2 separate regions of the Ovis aries genome follow, and region 2 is linked to region 1. The links are chromatin contacts, called in public Hi-C maps. All regions are on one chromosome and are shown on one strand. The core of a region is the stretch at or near the end of the contact, and the rest is flanking DNA. Distances in the headings are between cores, read along the strand shown.

Region 1 (7,556 bases), core at 1,363-3,862:
CATACACACACACACACACACACACACACACACACACACACACACACAACCACACACAGTCAGTATGCACAAAGCACACACCTTTAAAGAGAGGCATCCAAGGGCTAGCCGGGCCCCTTTAAGACCTAGGCTCTTTCTGATTTCTAGTCAAATTTGGGCAGTTAGGACCTGTGGATTTTGTTGGTTTCATTTTGTTTATCTTTGAGGTTTTTAAGAAAGAACATTGTGGATGTGGAAGAAAGGACAAGATTTCTCTCTGTGGTTGACAGCAGGGGCTGATGGGGATTGGAAACTCCAGGTAATTAAAAGAAACCATACATATTTTTTTCTACATTTATATAGGTCACTTTATGCCTAAGCCTCAGAAAAGCAGAATGCAGTGGCAAAAAGCCACTGACCTGTGTATGCACACACACTCAAGTACTGCAATTCACTTGACTACAGCAGCTGAAATCCCCACTCAGTCAACCCACCTTCCCCAGAAAAATAGAAAAGAAATTTCACCTTTAAGAACAGGTCCATTCAGTCAATTTTGTCCTCCTGATCAGAAAAAGAAAACAAAAATTCCCAGGCAGGCTAACATCAGCTTTAAGGCTGCAGTGGCCATGCTCTTCTCCCTGCAGAGACAGGACCTGCTGTTTTGATCACTGAGGCAGGAAGGCCACATCATTGTCCCTCACCAACACTGCAGACAGCTGTCTTCAAGACTCTGTGGTTCTTCACCAGCTCCTGCTTCGATTCCCCAGAGAGTAGTTGAGATGGGGAGGCATTCAGCCTTTGCTTCCTTTAAGATGGCCTCTGCAGGCAGTGGGTTTTCAGTGAGCTTGGAAAAATTCTGGAGCCAGCGTCAGATGGGGCCAACCACCAGCTGGGGCCTAGGGACCAGGGTCTCTGCTTCAAGACTTCTCCCGCTGGAAATTACTGACTTCCAGAGATTTTGTTTAACTTAAATGGGAGACACACTGTACACAAAGAAAGAGGACCCAATGCCTAGCTACCCATCCTCATCCCCAAACCCATCACACATATACAAGAGGGACAGACTTGCTTTGGCAACAAGGCCCCTCCGGAGGCCCAGGGTGTGGACAGCTGCACAGAGGGCTGTGTGCTGTGGAGTCAGCACCTTAGGAGGTGGGAGGGGGCGGTGGGCAGAGAAGGAAGGAGTCTCAGGTCCTGATGGATCAGAAGAAGGAAAATGGGGAGAGGTGGTCTGGACACAGGAGACAGGAAAACCAAGGATGACCAGAAAAGGGGCAAAAAGCAGAAAATGTAGAAAAGATGAGAGAAGCAAGAGTAAAAGGCAAAACAGAATGTGGGCAACCAAAGAAAACAGGAAGGAGATAGAGCAGAAGGTGAAAAGAAATGGGAAAGGGAGTGAGACGAATGCAGAAGGACGTGAGAAGGGAGAGAGGAGAGCCAGAAAGAGGACACTAGAGCTTGGTAATGAACTTCAGGTGAGACAAGGGAGGAATTGGGATCCCTTGGGCAAAGCCTCAGCCTCTGTTAAAATTCAGGCGGGCAGAGAACACCAGGTCAGTCACATAAATCAGCAGGTTGATGGCTGTCAAACTAACCACAGCCAGTTGTTGGTCCCAGATGCACACAGAGGTGGGGACTCCACTGCTGCAGTTCACGTCACTGGACCACTGGAGCGGCCTGCCCAACTCCTCGTTGAACTGGTAGAGCGGCCAGAGGAGCAGAGCAGTGGTATAGAGGAGGACGGAGAGCAGGGTCAACACAACCTGGAAAATGGAGAAGGGGATGGGCAGCCTGTTGTCGCATTTGCCCAGGTTCACCAGGATGGCCACGGATGACAAGACGAAGCAGATGGAATACACAGCCACGCACCACTTCAGGGCCGGCTGGTGCGAGTACAGGGAGGTGTTGCTGAGGAAGACAAAGATGACACAGGCCACGATGGTCTCCAGCCCCTTAAGCAGGCCTGGCACGGTGGCCATATAGCCTGTGATCATGTTGGGCTGGGCCCTAGTCCAGGTCACGTCCATGGCATAAGCCACAAAGGCGATGCAGGAAAATGCAGTGGAGATGATGGTGCGGTCCCAGTTGTGGCTGTTGAACAAGAACTGAATGTAGATGACGGGGTAGATGATGGAGGCTGAGAGGCAGAGGAGGGCGGAGTAGCAGTTGCAGGTGGTGAGAAAGTTGTCCCAGGAGAAGGGGAAGTGGCCCTCCAGCCCGCATAACTCAACTATGAGGATGAGGAGGGTCAGGACGAAGCAGAAGCACCAGATGAACATGGACCAGTTACCTATGGCCCCCTTCCAGGTGCCCACGCTGGCCCCCAGCGAGAAGGCCATGCAGGTGGAGAACAGCTGCAGCTGTCGCAGGCAGCAGCCCATAATGGTTGGGGAGCCCAGGGCCTGAGGACGATCATGTGGTAGTCGTTCTGGTCCTGGTCACCGGTATGGCAGAGGTCTTCGCTGAGGATTCACCCGAGAAAAGTCCAGCCCTGGAGGTGAATTAAGTCAGATGCCAGGAAAAGGCTCAGGGCCCTGTGATGGCTGAGGCTCAGGATCTGTGGAGTTGGACTCAATGGCTCAGACACTCGGGCAGAAGCACATCACTCCCGAATGGTTCTCCTTCACCCATCCCCCTTGACCTTGTCACAAGACTTGTCTTATCCCAAAGCTCACAGCTGGGTTGGGTCTGGCATCAGACCATGAACATTTATTTCTTCACCTCTTTCTGCTGTATGCCATTATCTACGGAGACATAGGGTAGCCTGACCCTTATCTACAACCCCAACCTTTCAAAGTTCTGAAAATTGGACAAGAATTTTTTTAAAAAAATTGTTTGGTAACAAAATTTAAAATGAACAGACACAGACCATTTATGGTCTTCATTTCATGTAGTGTGAATGTTCAAAATTCAGTTGCAGAAACACGAATGTGTTTGATTACAAGGTATTTCAGACCCCAGTGGGGTATTATGTCATGTAGGATAGAAGCACCATGTTACATAAATGAAGCTGAAAAATTCGGAGTCCTGGAGCATATCTGACCCACAGGGTTTCAGAAAAGGGACTGTGGATTTTACTACTAACCCCCTTTTACAGACAAGAAAACTAAAGTTGGGGGAATTAAGTCCTTTCCTAAGGTGGCACTGGAGAAAGAAATGGCAGCCCACTCCAGTATTCTTGCCTGGAAAATCCCATGGACAAAGGCCTGGTAAGATATAGTCCATGGGGCTGCCAGTAGTCGGACACGACTGAGCACACTCGCCTACTAAGGGTGCATGACTAGGAAATGGGAACCCAAATAACAGTGCCAAAGCTGCGGGTTTGAAGGCTTTGCTCTATAGCTGACATGTCAAAAGGGCCCATGGGTGGGAGCTCAGGACCAAAGCTCAAGGCTCTGGGACCCAGGATACACTTTCAAGGCCACGGCCTCCTTCCACAGCAACCTGAAGACATACGGGTCCTGGCCTTGCCTCCCTGCAGCCATCACTAGAAGGAGCTGCCGTCTGAAGGGACACAACCCCACCCGGAGGAGGGCAGCTTCAGGGGTGAACAGGGAGGAGCCATGGGGTGAGAGCAAGGCCACAGGGACGAGATGACATGGGAAGTAGGGACTATTCTGAATCCCCTCCTCCGAGTTTTACCTTAACATGTGATTCTTGCACACTGGGGAGAGAGACCCCAATCCAGCACGACTCCAAGGTAGAGGATCATGGAGGAACCATAGAATAAATTAACATGTCCGGCTCTTAAGCTCCAAAGCTGCCATCCAGGTGGAAGTCTGGAAAGATCTAGGAGTAGTCCTACCTGAGCAGGATTTTCCTGGCCTGGGAGACTGGTTCGCAGCTTCCAAGCTGGGAACCAAGGGATTGGAAATGAACAAGGATGCTGTGTCTGATGCTGAATGGAGCCTTTCAGGGCATCCCGGGGAGTGGGTGGGGATGGATGGATGATCAGCCCCTTTTTAAAAGCAAAAGCTGAAAGAGGAGGCCCCTGCAGGACCCCTGGGAGGAGACAGCCCTGAGGATGCTCCCGGGACTGGGGTGGGCAGGGGGCAGAGTGGAGATGACTAGGGGGGTCCCAGGGTCCCAGGGGCCCTGAGACACCCAGTAGGTGTCCTCTGACCCAGAAGGGATGCAGGCATGGAGCCAACCTTCCCATGGAGGAGGGGCCTGGAGTGGAACTGAAGAAGCCCCATGAAAGCCTCAACATGTCTGAAATGCTATGAACTGTGAGCCCCGAGAAGTGTCCCTGGACAGTGACATGCCATCTTCACCATCTCTCCTTATAGCCCGGTGTTTGGCTCCTTCGTGTCACCACAGAGTCCCTCTGAGCGTCGCACATTCTGGGGAAATCCTTGCAGGCGTGACAGAGCCAGCCTGGCCTCTGGGAGCCAGAGTGGTGTTAAGGACTCAGGCCAGGGCTATTACTCAAACAAACCAACAATCTCAGGGCCAGAACAGCAGCAATTATTTAAGTATTCTTGGAAACGCCAAAATTTTCTTTCTTCTAGTTTGTACTAATCTTTTCCTCTGGGCTGCAGAACAGACTTGCATTGTCAGCACAACAGCACCAACTCCCTCATTCCACCCTCCCTTCCCCAAGACACACCACACACACACACACACACACACACACACACACACACACACACACACACGCTCGGAAGAGAAACCCATGAGGCAGAGGCTTCTGTGAGTTCCCAGAAAGCCCATGACCCAGGGAACTGGAGCCCATCCTCTGTGAGCCCTGGTCAGTGTGGTGAAACCCAGCTCCCCTGCGAGATGCAGCAGGTGGAGGAACCAAGGTTGGCAGAGAGGGAGGGTGTTGGGGACAACAGCTGGAGAAAAGGGTCCTCCTCAAACAGTTCAGAGCCCTGGAGAAGCCGCCCAGCATATTTAACTACACCTTTGCCCACAGTGGATGCAGAGAGCCACTTGATCTCCTCAGACAGTAGGTGGCGCTCTTGTATCTGGTACTCAGCACGGTGGACACACTCCCTCCCCTACCTGAGGCCTGACACTCAGGCGCCTCTCCCATAATGGCCCCTGAGGACCAGTAGCTGCCACCTAGAACCAACTTCTCCAGGAACAGCAGCCTCACTCCTGTCTCCATCACCAATCACATTAGTGAGGGCCTCAGTGACTGTCAACACATCACCAGGCTTTTACCGGGGTCTCCAGTGACATCACTTCCTCCGCCCAGCTCCCCATTTTCCAGTAATTGTGCCCAGAGCATGCAAGCTAATTGAAACAAGACGTGGGCTTTTGTGCTAAAGTAGCCTTCAACAGAGAGGCAAGGGCGGCTTCTGGAAAATGTTAATGCTTTCCTGTTGGATGCAAATCCTGCTTGGAACTTAGCTTCAAACGAAACCTCATCTGTAAAATGAGGGGGTTGGACAATCCCGAAGAGCCATGCTGGCTCTGAGAGTTTATGCTACTGTGAAAAAAATTCCAACTGAGCCCTGGGTTGGGGAGCCGAAGGCTACTTCTGGTTGGCAATGGTGTTGTCACAAAGTGGTTGCAAATCAGTTTTTATTTTAGGCCCTGCAGCTGATAGGTTAATTTCTATTTTGTGGGATGTACTCTGAATAATTCCATGAAAATCTCTCCATTGACATCACCAACCACCAGATAGGAGGTCCCCAATGTGCAAACCTCAGGCTGAGTCACTTTTCAAAGACTTGGCTCCAGGCAGAAAAAACCGTTGTTTATGATTGGGACTTATGATTGGGACCCCCTAGTTGCCATAGAAACCAAGTTTCTCCCTCTCTATCGATCTTCAGGAGGTGTAAGCTTCAGAGGGTTTCCCACCTACCCATGCGCAGAACCAAATTTAAGAAGTCCAATCTTGGGTCAGGCAAATCCACCAGATATTAAAGACAGACAAAAGTTCTGTGCTCTGGACAGCCGGACAACCTGAATTTGGGAGGTGCGCACTTCACTGCTATATAATTATGGCTTGGAGGTTTATTGTTTGTTTGGTTAATTATTTCTTGTGGAATTTCTCCACGTAGGTCCAGTCTTCCTGAGACTTCCTAAGTTCTTTATTTAGAAAAGAAAAAGATCCTTTAAAAAAAGAGAGAGAGAGAGAAAAGAGGTTTATAATCATTTCAGCTGGGAGACCCGAACTACTGAGTAGAGAAATGTGTTTAGAGGAGATGAGCCAGCTACGAGAGGAACCACAGCTAAGATCAGCAGACAATTTCTAAATCGACAAAGCAAAGAGATTTCTCTTTACTCCACTTTGAAATTCTTTGGGATCCTGGAATCTCCACACTGAAAGAAGTCTGAGAAGTCACCTGATGTAACCACCCAGGTTACGGCAGCCTCTGTTCCTCCATCCCTGGCAATTGCCAGCCGACTCTCTGCTTCCCTGGGCAGTCATTCCATATTCTTATAAATTGGCTGAAAAAAAACCTCCTGAGGTTCTTAGAATGAGCTGAAATCAGCCTCCCTGTTACTCCCATTCACCAGTCACAGATTTGTTCTCAGGAGGCCCATGCAGAGAAAAAAGTACAAACTCTAGTCCCAGTGAGCTTGGACAGCACTGTTGGCTGCGGGTGCCATGTCATCTTCTCTTCTGGATGAATACCCTTAGTTCTTTTCATCTCTCCTCATTTTCAGGCATTTCCAGACCCTTCACCCTCCTGGTCACCTGCCTCTGGATGCTTTCCAAACTGTTGGCTTCCCTTTCACTCTGTGACTGGAATTCTGTGCTGATGATCTGGATTCTGAGTTGATGGACTGACGGATGTAGAAAGTGAAAGTCACTCAGTCGTGCCCGACTCCTTGCGACCCCACGGACTATACAGTCCATGGAATTCTCCAGGCCAGGATACTGGAGTGGATAGCCTTTCCCTTCTCCAGGGGAATCTTCCCAACGCAGGGATCGAACCCAGGTCTCCCACATTGCAGGCAGATTCTTTACCAGCTGAGCCACAAGGAAAGCCCAAGAATACTGGAGTGGATAGCCTATCCCTTCTCCAACGGATCTTCCCGACCCAGGAATCAAACCAGGGTCTCCTGCATCGCAGGTGGATTCTTTACCAACTGAGCTAACAGGGAAGAGACAAGCTCAAACCTGAAGCTGCGAAGCCACATACGGGTGGTTCACCAGAAACGGGCTACAGGGACATGTCCTGTCATGAAAGGACATCTTTGAGTTGCTTGCAAACACTATGGCATGTTGTCTACCAGGAGAACCACATGCTGAAGTGAAAGTGTTAGTCACTCAGTAGTGTCTGACTCTTTGCAACCCCATGGACTGTAGCCTGCCCAGGAATCCATGTAGGTTCTCCAGGCAAGAATACTGGAGTGAGTTGCCCTCCTACAGGGCAATCTTCCCAACCCATGGATCAAACCCAGGTCTCCTGCATTGCAGACAGATTCTTTACCATCTGAGCCACCAGGGAGGCCCCAACCACATGCTACGTATCCTTGAGTGTCTCTAGAGAATCAGAGTATAGTTGGAAGCGATTCCTTTTTCCTTCAGTGAACACTTTGTATCGATCTTCTAAGATTCTATCTCTGATATAGATGAAAGGCTTTGGAGCATGATAATAGATGGTCCAGTCTCT
Region 2 (7,556 bases), core at 2,669-5,168, 180 kb after region 1:
GTCACAAAGAGTCAGACACAACTGAGGGACTAACACTGGTGCTGCTTAGCATGTGTCAGTGTGAGTCTGCTGATGTCTCTTTGGGTGTGTACTTGTGTGGTTGAGTGTTTGCTGGTGAGTATTTTTATGTGCCCAGGTTACCTACAGCTCTGGAAAGGATCCGTGGACAAAAGTAGAAGATGCAGCGATGGTCACAGAGTAGGAACTCAAAAATTGTGCCTTTTTATTAAGTAACTGATTCATTGGGAACACAGCTATGTCATTCGTTTTCAGCCTTGAGTCTGCATTAGAAGGGCTTGTGAGAGATCCCACTCCAGGGTTTTCGACTCAGCGGGTCTGAGGTCAGGTGCAGAAAGTTGCATCTCAAACACATTCCCAGGTGAAGCTGGTGGCGCCGGCCACACTTGGAGAAGCGCCTGGCTAAGTAAAGGACCGACTGTGGCTGGCAGCGGTGTGCCTGCGCAGAAGCAGGAGACCTGGTTTCTTGAGGCTGACATGGGGGTGGGGACCAGGGTGAGGAATAGCCTCCTCTGGCCTCCCACTCTTATGCTGGGTCCATGCAGACACACAGCCTGGAGTGGGATGGTGGGAGAACACGCCAGGAGGCCCTCCAGCTGCTAGGTCAGTCCCTGAGGCAGGATACACACAGGCAGGCCAGGCCAGACCAGGGCAGCCTGAAGGTGCAGCCCATGTGTTCCCTGCCCACGCCAGTGGACAGACCCAGGCGACCTCTTCAGTCTAGGACAGAACCGTCCCCCATGCAGGGAGCTGGACCTGCAGGGAGCTGGACCCTAAGACTGAATGAGATAAAGACTGAGACACAGGGACTTCTCTGGTGGTTAAGTGGCTAAGACTCCATACTCCCATCGCAGGGAGCCTGGGTTCAATCCCTGGTCAGGGAACTAGATTCCACATGCCACAACTAAAGGTTTGCCTGTCGCAATGCAGATTGAAAATCCCGCATGTCACAACTAAGACCTGGTGCAGCCAAATAAGAAGCAAATTTAAAAAAAAAAAAAAAAGCGCAACACGGAGGAGGGCTCAAGATGGAGGGAGGGGTCACAGCACCATTTATTGTCCAAAACAGTACTTAGACCTGAGGGCCACTCGCCAAACAGGGAAAAATGAGAACAAAACACTGACTCTTTGGAGCCAAGAGAGAAGGAAAACATGGGGCGGGATCTCTCTCCCTTCCCTGGGATGTCACATGGAAGCCCAGGGACCCACCTCCCGCCCAGGCTCCTCCACTGTGCTGAGACGGGCCAGCTGCTCCCCAAAGAAGTACGAGGGTCAGGAGACCACCAGGCCTGAACCCCAGCTCGAGCCACCTGGCTGCCCTCTCATCCCCAGGCGGAGGCGGAGGACAAGTCGCAGCCCTGGCTCCCCCTGCCACTGCTGGCTCTGGAAACAGCCTCCCCGGGGCTGGGAAAGGGGATGGATTCAGTGATGGCAGAGAGCGCTCATGAACCCAAGGACCTCAAACGTCCCAGAGGAGAGAGACAGGAGGATTCGAGGAGGGTGAGAGCCTTGGTAAAAGGACCTGAGTAAAAGGACGATTTGGGATCTGTGGGATTTACCCAAAAAATAATATTTAAAAATAATTTTAAGTTGGAAAGTATAAAAACAAGATGAAAATTGCCCCAACCTGCAAGGGAAAACGAACTACTCAATAAATACAGCCCATGAGGAGAGGGGGCAACCTGGCATTAGCGTGGCCGGTAGCAGTAGACGCCGTACTTGCGGCTGTGTGGGTCTGGGAAGCCAAAGCTTCGGACCCCAGGCTCCAGGGCCCCACAGTTGGAACGTGGGTGAGCCACAGGGTAGCGGGCACTGCCATCTGCCAGCCAGCCAGCATCGCAGCGGTCCAAGCCACTGAACTTCCAGGCGGCAAACAGCTGGCCCACCTTCGCGATCTGGGCTCCATCTTCCCAGCAGGCCTCCCTTGCCTCTGCCAGCGTCAGCTTCTCAGGGTGCTCCAGGTAGTACACCTGCCCTGTGGGATGCGGGGCGTGAGGACGGAGAAGCAGAGGGGCCAGCCAGAGAGGGCCTGGGGCAAGGCCAGCCCATACAGACCCCACCACCCAGCCCCCAAAAGACCTGTTAACTCTCTACGCTTAGGGAGCTGCCACGTTATGGAGCATCTGCAGTGGAGACTGTCAGGGGCACGTTCCCAAATCTCAGCCCCTCTCCAAAAGCATCATCCCCCCTGCCATGGTGCTGGGTTCCCCACAGTCAGATCTGTACTCTGCCCAGCCTTTCCTAATTTTACTCTAGGTGGGCGCCCCACCGCTGCTAGACCAATCAAGAGTCTCTCATCTGCTCAGCCATTTACTGAGCACCTACTAAGTGCCAAGCTGGGATATGGCACTGAACAGATCTGTTTTTATCCGTGTATCTTCCCATGAAATGAGCGCCTTTGTGAGGGCAGACTGTGTTTTATCTGTCTATGATGACCCAGCACCTAGTAGGCCCTCAGGGAATGTGGGATGATTGACTAGACCGATGATCAGTGTGAAGCGGCAGCATCGAGGCACTCAGTTGGACAGGGCTTCAGCTGGAAGTGCCAGCAGGGTGGGCAGAGAGGACTGAAGGCCCCCAGAGGCTGCCCTCCCACCCGCGGGCCCATGCTTGGCCAGTCCACTCACCCCTGAGGGCAACCGCGAAGCAGAACACGTCATAGCGGTGCAGGCGGCGGTGGCGCGGGCCGTAGCTGCGCACGCCTGGCGCCAGGCCCAGGCCTCCGCAGGGGCGCCGGGCCTGCGTGACGGGGTACTGCACCGAGGCGTCCTGCAGCCAGCCCGCGTTGCACCAGTCCAGGCCCTCCTCCCAGGCCCGGAACAGCTGCTCGAAGGAGGCCACCACCGCGTCCTGCTCCTCGCAGGCCTGCTGGGCTTCGTGGAAGTTGAACTTGTAGCGCCCTTGGGGGTGCTGGTAAGGAAAGACCACACCTGGGGAGGGCAGAAAAGGGGGCTTGAGTGGGTGGGCAGGGCCCGGTGATGGGAGACCCACTTCCACTGAGAAAGAGGCTTCCCTCAAAACACACACACACACAGAGTCCCTCAGAAAAGGTCTACAAACCTGTCACCTCCTGTCCACTGTCCAAGTCCAACGCAGAACCAGTATCTGCTTTACATCTCCCTCCCAGAGCTAGACAGGCACACAGCAGCACTCAGAAAACTACTAATTTGTTAACGGAATGAATGAGTCAGTCAAATAATATCCCCAATTACAGAACAGGGTTAATACCTAACCCACAGGGTTGTTCCAAGAACCCCAGTGCTATGGGCTCAGTATGCCTGCTGAGTCACTCAGTTGACTCTTTGTGACCCCACGGGCTGGAGCCCACTGGGCTCCTTTCTATTTTTCCAGGCAAGAATCCTGGAGTGAGCTGCCATTTCCATCTCCAGGGGATCTTCTCGACCCAGGGATTGAACCTTCGTCCTCTACGTCTCCAACATTGCAGGAGGATTCTTTACCACTGAGCCACCAAGGAAACCCATGGTCTCAATTCAGATGATTAAATCCTAATGCCCAGGAATTCCCCTGGCAGTCCAGTGGTTAGGAAATGGTGCTCTCACTGCCAGAGCCCAGGACTGATCCCTGATCAGGGGACTAAGATCCTGAAAGTCGCACAGCACAGCTAAATAAATAAATCCTAATGCCCAATATGATGGTATTAGGAGATGGCGCCTTTGGGACGTAATTAGGTCATGAGGGTGGAGTCCTCATGAATGGGGTTAGTACCCTTAAAAAAAGACACCCCAGAGAGCTCCCCCCAAGGCCCTTCCACCATTGTGAGGACACAGAAGTCTGTGACCTGGCACCCTGGTCTGGGACTTCCAGTCTCTAGAACTGTGTGAAATGAATCTCTGTTGTTCAAAGGTCACCGAGGCTGTTTTGTTACTGCAACCTGATCTAAGACACCAGTGAGGAGGTGCTGCCACCTACAGGAGACAGGCGTTGCCGGGCTCTGGCTCAGTAGCTGAGACCTCATCGTCTATGTTAACATTAATATGGAAGCTTCAGAGGAGAATGCAAGAAACTTCCCACATGTGACAGACGACTTTCAGGGGAAGAGGAAAGAAGACAGTGAAAGTGTCAGTGGCTCGGTCATGTCTGACTGTGACCTATGTATGTAGCCTGCCAGGCTCCTCTGTCCATGGGATTCTCTAGGCAAGAATACTGGAGTTGGTTGCTATTTCCTTCTCCAGGGGATCTTCCCCACCCAGGAATCGAACCTGGGTCTCCCGCATTGAGGGCAAATTCTTTACCGTCTGAGCCACCAGGGAGGCCCCAGGGGAAGAGGAGGGATGGGAAAAGGTCTTACTAAAGGAAGCTCGAGGTCAGGGAGGTCCCAGGCAGGGGGCTTTCTGGTACCACGGTCTGGGAGGTGCCACAGGCTCCCTCAAAATTCCATGTTTGAAATTTTACTGTAATAAAAAATGTTAAACCCCCTGGGCTCATTCTCTATCAAGTCAGATGAAACCTTAAGGAGAAGGGGTGTCCCTAGGGCCTGGGACTGGCGCTATTCAAAGGCAGGGTCTGGAGTGAGAGCTCCCTGGATTGGGACTGACATATACACACTGTATGATATACACACTACTATGTATTAAACAGAAAACTAATGAGACCCTGCTGTACAGCATGGGGAACTCTACTCAGTGCTATGTGGTGACCTGAAAGGAAAGGAAATCTAAAACAGAGGGGATACATGAATACATATGGCTGATTCCCTCTTCTGGGCAGCAAAAAGCAGCACGACGTTGTAAAGACACTACACTCCAATTAAAATTAATAAAAAAAAAATAAATAAAAAGTGTAATCCCAAAAAAGTGAGGACTCCCTGCTTCTCTAGGCTGCCCCTGTGGTTCCCAGACAACTGGCTCTGACCAGCTCACACACATCCCACACCATCCCCAACATCAGGGAAAAGGAACATGGCCCCTCTGGGTCACCATCTAAGCCCCATGGACTGGGCAGGTGGCTGCTGGTGGCAAGGTCCACCTCTGATTGACAAGCTCTTGAGCCACATTCTATCCTCATCTCCTCGAAGAAGGTAAAGGAGGAAGTACCCTTATTCTTCATTTTTTTTTTTACCTGTGACAGGACTGGAGCTCTGGGGGGAAGGCACCGATCTGGGGTGCCACAGCTGGGACGGGGTGGACATGGAGTCAGATCAGCCTTCCCTCTATACCCTCCCAGTGACTCCCTACCAGGTAGGAGAGGTCTAAGGACACACAGCCCCGGCCCAGGGTCAGAGAAGGCAGAAGTCGTGTGGAGATCACAGCTGGCAGCTTTGGACAGCACTGGTTGTTTTTGCTTTTGTTTCTAATTAGGCAATTTCTACATTAAAATCCAGAGGTTTCACATACGAATATAAGCTTCTCATGTCAAATCAGAAAATCTGGCTGCAGGGACTTCCCTGGTAGTCCAAGGGATAAAGAATCCGCCTTCCAATGCAGGAGACACAGGTTCGATCCCTGGTTGGGGAACTAAGATCCCACATGCCTTGGTGCAACTAAGCCCAATTGCTCTAGAGCCCATGCACCACGACAAAGACCCCTTGCATTGCAACTAAGACCCAACGTGGCCAAATAAGTAAACATTTGAAAGAAAGAAAGAAAATCGGGCTGCACTGGGCTTGCTTCCGGTGTAGCATCATCAGCTGGGCCTGAGTAGGAGGGCTCAGGAGTGGCCCCCGTCCCCACCACTCCGGATCACCCACCCCGGGCTGCCTCATTTGTTTGTGTCACCTGCCAACCCTGTGCAAATCTCAGCTCTGACTCAATGAGCTGTGTCATCACCTCCTGTCTCCCTCTCTCTGAACAGGACGTGAGCAAGAGGGAGTAGAGAGCAGTGGATTCTGGAGTCTGACTGCCTGTGGTCAAACCCCTACTCAGCCATGTATGAGCTGTGTGACCCTAGGTAAGTGACTTGACTTCTCTGTGCCTCGGTTTTCTCATCCACACGTTGAGGGTGAGAATAACAGGAGCTTCGTCGTGGGGTTGTTCTGAGGATTGGATGTTTTATCTGCCAGAAGCACAGAGGTCTAGATGCTTTCTCAGGGCCTTCTCCCTGCAGCCCCCAGGACCAAGCCACCGTCAGGGTCTCACCCCGAAGCTCCAACTCCACGAGACCACTCTCATCCTCTAGTCCATCAATGACCTCGCAGCGGTAGCGCCCGTAGTCCTCCAGCCGCAGGTCCCAGATCTCCAGCGACACTTCCCGCGCTCTGTCCTGCCGCAGGCGCACCCGACCTCGGTAATCCCCAAAGGTGCGCTGCCTCAGCCCAATGGCCACCAGCACGTCCTGCTCCGGGACCCCATTCTCCGACAGCTTCCACCATTTGATGCGCACAGGCCGCGGAGAGGCCAGGGCCGGCTCGTAGTGGTAGCGGCAGGGCAGGGTCACGTTGGCCCCTCGGTGGGAGAACAGGGTCTCCTCGGGCGTCTCTACCACCAGCTTCAATCCATTGAAGATGCCTGAGGGGAGAGGCGGGTGCAGATGGGAACCTCCGGCGGCACATCGGTAGTCCTGCAGGGGCCACCCCTTCCCTCACCCTCACCCCCAGCTCCCACCAGGCTCAGGAGTCCTAGATTGCACCGCCCCTGTACCCACATACTCTAATGTGACTTCACAACTCCTTCCTTCAGGAGGTGACTCTATGAACCACCCCCAGTCCCTGAAATCCTCGCTGGCCCTGCCACTTGCTTTGACCAAATGAACGCGGGGGAAGTGAGTGTCCTGAGGTGTTTGTTCGGAGTCAAGGCTCCAGGGCCCCTGCTGAGGCCTCTCTCTCTCTCAGAACCTTGCCAACCACCATCGGAACAAGGCCTGGGCTCCCTTGCAGGGTGAGAACATGCAGAGAGCAGAGACAAGCCCTCCCAGCTGAGGCCATCCTAGACCCACCAGCCCCCAGCTGACCTGCCCGCCCACCGCAGGCACAATCAATTAAGTGAGCACAGCCAAGACAGAAGGGACAGAGCCCAGCCCAAAACGCCAGCCCATGAAACCATGAGCAAAGCACATGGCTGCTGTCTTAAACCACTAGGCTTGTTAGGCAGCAGATGAGAACTGGTGGACTTCCCTGATGGTCCATGGACGGCAGATGAGAAGTTGCTATGTAGCACAAGGAGGCTATCTCTGGTGCTCTGTGAGAACCTGGAGGGATGGGATGCGGAGAGGGGAGGGAGGCTAGAGACAGAGGGGGTGTGTGTATAATTATGGCTGATTTGTGTTGTAGAGCAGAAACCATGGAGAAGGCAATGGCACCCCACTCCAGCACTCTTGCCTGGAAAATCCCATGGACAGAGGAGCCTGGTGGGCTGCAGTCCATGGGGTCGCTAATAGTCGGCACGACTGAGTGACTTCACTTTCACTTTTTACTTTCATGCATTGGGGAAGGAAATGGCAACCCACTCCAGTGTTCTTGCCTGGAGAATCTCAGGGACAGGAGAGCCTGGTGGGCTGCCGTCTCTGGGGTTGCATAGAGTCGGACACGATTGAAGCGACTTAGCAGCAGCAGCAGCAGCAATACAACACTGTAAAAATGTTTT

What was found. Hi-C and Micro-C count contacts between places; a contact is called where the count stands out from the background.
Region 2: a contact with region 1 is called in a Hi-C map of liver, with 4 times the contacts expected there. The contact joins the enhancer-like site here to the promoter of LOC114109097 in region 1. A contact is called at or near these places in 5 of 16 Hi-C or Micro-C datasets (hypothalamus, liver, skin fibroblasts and 1 more).

What each region holds. Positions count from the first base shown.
Region 1 is chr18:19,596,653-19,604,208 of ARS-UI_Ramb_v3.0, forward strand. LOC114109097 (myeloid-associated differentiation marker-like) reads right to left here and starts at 2,613. Exons shown (of 1, transcript XM_027957496.3): 1 at 1-2,613. It overlaps LOC101122633 (myeloid-associated differentiation marker-like), which reads right to left and starts at 2,613. Exons shown (of 1, transcript XM_012098452.5): 1 at 1-2,613. The coding sequence starts at 2,360. The coding sequence ends at 1,494.
Region 2 is chr18:19,778,328-19,785,883 of ARS-UI_Ramb_v3.0, forward strand. HAPLN3 (hyaluronan and proteoglycan link protein 3) reads right to left here. Exons shown (of 4, transcript XM_060401388.1): 2 at 6,114-6,482; 3 at 2,646-2,948; 4 at 200-1,993. The coding sequence ends at 1,707. Among named protein-coding and RNA genes, the nearest start is that of HAPLN3, 14 kb to the right of the region's middle. Within about 2 kb of position 3,919, at least 1 of the 54 cell types and tissues checked has an H3K27ac peak or open chromatin away from gene starts, as enhancers often do. A contact at or near this core is called in liver, where this site is marked.